2 separate regions of the Gossypium hirsutum genome follow, and region 2 is linked to region 1. A link is a contact called in public Hi-C data. All regions are on one chromosome and are shown on one strand. The core of a region is the stretch at or near the end of the contact, and the rest is flanking DNA. Distances in the headings are between cores, read along the strand shown. Region 1 holds the start of LOC107896541 (tobamovirus multiplication protein 2A). Region 2 holds the start of LOC107935173 (probable ADP-ribosylation factor GTPase-activating protein AGD8).

What was found. Hi-C and Micro-C count contacts between places; a contact is called where the count stands out from the background.
Region 2: a Hi-C map of leaf shows a contact between it and region 1, with 2.1 times the contacts expected there. The contact joins the promoter of LOC107935173 here to the promoter of LOC107896541 in region 1. A contact is called at or near these places in 7 of 34 Hi-C or Micro-C datasets (all in leaf).

The regions. Positions count from the first base shown.
Region 1 is chrA09:80,144,732-80,147,537 of Gossypium_hirsutum_v2.1, reverse strand. It overlaps LOC107896541 (tobamovirus multiplication protein 2A), which reads right to left and starts at 1,443. Exons shown (of 7, transcript XM_016821734.2): 1 at 1,188-1,443; 2 at 463-740. The coding sequence starts at 695. It overlaps LOC107896539 (probable purine permease 11), which reads right to left. Exons shown (of 3, transcript XM_016821731.2): 3 at 2,591-2,806.
Region 2 is chrA09:80,438,070-80,440,875 of Gossypium_hirsutum_v2.1, reverse strand. It overlaps LOC107935173 (probable ADP-ribosylation factor GTPase-activating protein AGD8), which reads right to left and starts at 1,360. Exons shown (of 7, transcript XM_016867730.2): 1 at 1,070-1,360; 2 at 829-947. The coding sequence starts at 1,150.

The sequences.
Region 1 (2,806 bases), core at 194-2,693:
TATCACAACCAGAAAACATAATATGTGATAGAAGATGACACACAAATTACAGCTGCTCAAGCTCCAGCTTAGATGGCCTTGAACTTTGAATCAAGATCAACCCAGTCTTTCAAAACCCAGACAAAAAAAAAATGGTTAGCATTGCTCTCTCACTGCCTTGAAACTGTCCTAACCATCCTATTGGAAATGTCAAGACTAGAATACCTAGAAGGAAGCCACAAAATCATTTCGATAATGATCCCTCCAATCCATTAGGTACCAGTACATAACAACATGATCCCACCAGTATCTGGGGATCTCAGAAGCCAATTTCATTCAAGCTAGTATGACTCAATTTCAAGCACAGTGGGTCAAAGTTCAACTAACTGTAGACATTTCGTCAAAGTTCTACACACTAACATTTTTAATTCAACTAATGCAAGCATTGCTAAACTAATAAAGAAATGCGAAAAAAACTCATACCATGCTTTTGGAAGATTATCGAAAATACTAGACGAAAGAGACACGGCCATGAGCATGGGCCGACCGAGCTGTATTTGGTCAGTGCCCACAGGTGACAAAAGCATGGCAACATCAGCAGCTCTTTTGTACTCAACAAACAAGTAGATCCCATATCCAACCATTGCCAAACCAACAAGAGTCATCAAGAAGTTCAACAGCTTCAACAAGCATTCTAGGCATCCTTTACAAGCCATCCTCAACAATGATCTTTTTTATCCTCTCTATTACAGTTCTAATACCTGTTTCATCAACTTGTTCAAAGAAAAATAAAACACATTGAGACTTATATGAATAAATAAACCAACATATTGCATGAATAACTGAAATATTTATCTGGAAAGAAAAATAACAATAAAACATTTTTTGCTGATAAAAAAGCAGGAAAAAGGTAGCTTCTTTTATATAAAAGAAGAAGAAAGTATAAATTTTTTTTATATAATAAAATTCTGGAGACCACTTAAATGTACAGAATTCTAGGTTTAATTACTGGGTTTTCTAAGGAAACAAAACTGGGTTCCCAGAATTCTTGGTATCGTCAAATCCCAAACAATTTCTCAACGAAATCATCTGATTTATGCAAACGATCTTTACAAGTAAAATCAAAACCAATCCAATGCTTAAAAATATTATATAAAGAATTTCTACCTAACATCGCACGAAAAAAACAAATTGAATCAATCACTTACAGAATTTCAAATGAGGAATTCGATTGCAAGCTTGAATCTTCACGCTTTAGTAATAAAATAAAATTGATATTTTTTCTTTTAATTTCTGAGATCATTTTTGTTAAACAAGAAAGGAAGAGACTCGATAGGGGAAAAATTATATATCTTTTTGCGTATAAAGACGCTTTTTTTCAATTTTTGCTATTTTTCTTGTCATGACAGGATGGCATCGTAATTTTTCGACTTCCTTTTTCGGTGAGGTCTAAATGCCATTACTGGCCCTTTCGGTTAAAGTTGTTAGGTTATGAAAATTAGGATTAATTTCACTAGAAGTCCTCAAATTATAGACTAAATTATAATTTTTTTCCATCTATCCTTTTGTAAGTCTACCCGTCAACTTTGATATTGATCCCGGTAATGGGATGGAGCGGTGTTTTGATTGTCTCGATTCCAACTCGATTTTCACTTATAAATATTAGATATTATTTTACTTTGGATCAAAAATTTTTTAAGAAGATAAAAATTAAATTGTAATTTTTATAATAATAAAAATGTAATTTTATTATTTTAATAGTTTATATCTTTATAATTTTAAAAATTAAATTTTTTTATCATTTGTAAAGAGTTAAAAATATAATTTTATCTTTATTAATTTAAAATTTTAAAAATTTTAAAGAGTGTAAATGAAAATTTTTCAATAAAAAAATAATCCGTCCAAAACATGATGTTAAGAAAAAATGTTTCTATATGATCGTAGCAATTAACAAATTTTCAATCTTTACTCTTTTCTATTTTTCGTATAAAATAAAATTTAAATGTCAATTTGAATCTTATATAATTAAAAATATTTACTAATCTAAGTATATATATATATATTTAGAAAAGCATGTTAAATCTTTAACATCAAAACTAACGGGAAGACTTAATTGTAATATTACTTCAACTTAAGGTTTCTGCTTCTGAAGTTTAACGATTAATTTAATATTTTGGCTTATAAATTATAATCTGGGAATTAACCTTTAAAATTATTTGGTTTAAAGTGTTTATGCCCAAACTAATTCTAAGTTCAAGCTATGTGACATGTGCTCCTTTTATTTAAAATATTCATGAATTTTGTGAGCGGTGGTGACGCGAAAGGGGCTTGGGCCGAAAATTTCATGTTAGATCATTAAAAATTAGGTCTTGAAAAGAAAATAAGTATTTTTTTCCCATTTTAAAAAAGTTAACAATATTTTATGCATTACCCCTCTGGTGAAGGTTATTTAATTTCGAGAGCAAACTCTTTCACGAGTCTCTATAAAATTTAATATTTTGTTATTAAATTTACAAGTAGTTGATAAAATTTTATTAAATATCATATTTAAGTTTCAATTTTTACATATTTTTTGTGGGTATAAATCAATTGTTGGTGGGATAGATCGAAATTTGAGCAAAAATAAAACTTACGCTATGTGGTTTTGATTTATGCTTGAAATAGAATCATATACCATGTCTTAACCCTTTAAACATGAATAAGGTTGATGTAGTTGGCTATATAAATTGGGTTTGTGGAGTTAGTTAATGAAGTCATACATGCTTCATGATATGGCACATGCCGTTTTGTAATTTTTGGCTGATTCTACGAATTAGCTTCTTGTTTT
Region 2 (2,806 bases), core at 111-2,610, 290 kb before region 1:
TTAAAATTAAATATATTCCTTTTCAGAACAGAAAGAGAAAACTGCAAAGACTCAAAGACATAACCAGCAGCTCGGAAATTGCATGATGGCATCGACATCACATGATTTTCAAATCCCACTAATAAGCATGTTTCATAATAAGCATAAGATGTCCCAAAGATCCTTGCTTTTCCTACCAGTAAGGACTCTTGAATATGAGCACCAACCCAACAAACCCTAATAACCAGAAAATAAAGCATATGGAAACAATATGCATACAACATCGTTTACTACAATGGTTTTTTTGTATCAGAAAAGGAAAATAACCTTTCTAAGTTTTTCTTCTTTTTTTTTTCTTTTTTTTTTCTCCTTTTTAAGTTAAATCTGAGGGAAAAATACAAACTAAGATGGGAGCAGCCAATCTCATTCGGATAGTAAAATCAGACAATGAATTTATCCTCATTCATAACAAAATCTAAACCTCTTTGACAGAAAATAGAAAATTCATAATTCAGGAAAAGAATAAAAGGAATCAAATTTTCTCATTATCATTAATTTCTTCAAGAATTTGAGAAGATTGCAGACCATAGAACATAATGCACTCCAAGAAAAACTTTCTCATATAACCACACTAGATTTTTTCAGTTTTATCTATAAAACTTCCTGATGAGAGAGATGAACCGGAAGTGCAATTAAATCTTTTTTATTCTACTGTATATAATATAACGAAATATTCAACAGTTTCACACATAATTGAGAAGTAAGATAAACAAAATTAAAAACGCATCGAGTAAGATAAAAATTAAATTACAAAATGGAAATGGAATAAAAAAAAAAGTGTAAGGATACCTGACAAAACTGATATGGACACCGAGACTCCGATGAACGGCTGAGCAATCGATGCAGAGAAAGATCCCATACGTAACAGACGCCCACGTCGGATTCTTGGCATTGCAATCGAAACACATCTACGAAATTTCAAATTCAAAAAAAAAAATCAAAATCGAAGATCCGTTAACCGAAATTCCAGATCTAAAACAAAAGTTTAAGAAATATATTGAAATTTAGAATAAGAAAAAAAAATACAGACCTTGTTATCTGATTTTGCTTTCAGCTTTCTGAAAACAACGTTCTTATCGGTCAGGCTATCGGACGACGACGACGCCGCCATTATGTCGCTCTTTTTCCTTGTTTTTGTTGAAATTTAGAACGAAAAATTGTAGTTATTAACTTAAAATAAAGAAAAAGTAGTGTTCTGAAGAGGTGTGGAATGGAAATCGAACACCTCCTCAGCTTCAAGGCTTTCTTATTATATATCAAGAATTTCAAATTTTTGAATTAAAAGAAAACAAAATGGTAATCAATGCATATAATTATTAACTAAAAAGATTAAAAATAAATGCTAATTTATATAATCTTCAAAAAGGGTTGATGATCTCTAAGCCCATCTTTTAAAAATCAAAACCCAAGGGGTAGTTCTTGAAGTTCAAGTTTTGGGCTCATGTAAGGATCTCCCAACAAAAATCTATGGGCTCAACCTCAAAGAAGTCCTGATCAAAAGCGGAAAACAATAAGCGAAACAATTTCAGTTTTGAATGCAATCAATTATGTAGTATATACCATTAATCAAATTATCCAAAACATTGAATTCTTAATCATCACTCGAATCAAATTTATTAACCAAACCAAAGGTGTCCCTGAAAGTTAGTGGTTGGATTCTCTCGTATATGTGTGATTTCCATAATTAATGTTACAAACTATAAATCATATCTTCACTAATTGAGGTGTTTCTCTTTCGTGAAGGCTTCAAGATTCTCGGCGGAAGCAAGAGCTAAAATCTTGACATAGAGATAATGCTAACTATTGTTGAGATTTGACAGATTGCACAACAACCAACACTTTAAAAGTTCACTCGATACAAATGAAATTCAAACTCAAAAATTTAATTTTACCTTTAATGTATGTTTGAATTTTAGATATAACATTGTTGAAAAGAACAACTACAAACTTCAAACATAAACCGTAAAATAAATATGAAAATTTTCAAAATAAATAAATCTAGATAATATACATACGAAAAGTAAATTCGTTCATGCGTAGAATTATACATCTAATCTAATAGATTTGGTTCTAAATATTCAAACCTTACATCAATCTTATCCGCCCATGCATATGATTTCATGGCAAAATTGTGAATGTGAAAACACAGAGGTAATAGTTAGGCTCAATTTGGCGATAATGAAATTAGGCCACTTGTATGGACTGGCAACTTCAACATTAAATAATCATAAAGCTTTAGGTGCAGGGACATTAAGAATCTTAAAAACTCGAGACTCTCGTTTTAAATTGATTGTTAAATTTTAAAATGTTTTAATTATAATTTTAAATTATTAATATTATATTAATTTATTTCATTTCGTTATTAAAACAGTTAAATAAGAAATAAAATATTTTATAATTAAATTTAAAATAATTCGAAAACTTCAAAAATATTTGACAACAATTTTTATATACGTGTATATATATATAGGTGGCAAGCATAGCCGAAAAAGGTGAAGGGAAACATAATGATCACAATGTGTATGGTTTTTCAGATATACAATTTATTTGACAACAATATTATTGAATTGGCCTCCAAGATTAATAGAATGTTTAAATGGTAGGTGTGGGTACATTGGATCCAAACTAAAACACAAAATTCATAAAATTTGAATTATTCGGGTGATTTAGAATTCGATCCGATTAAAGAAAAAATGGTATCTCCTCATTAATTAGTCATTTCTGTTAGCTCGTCACTCTGTTAGGTTTTTATTCTACTAGCTCGCTG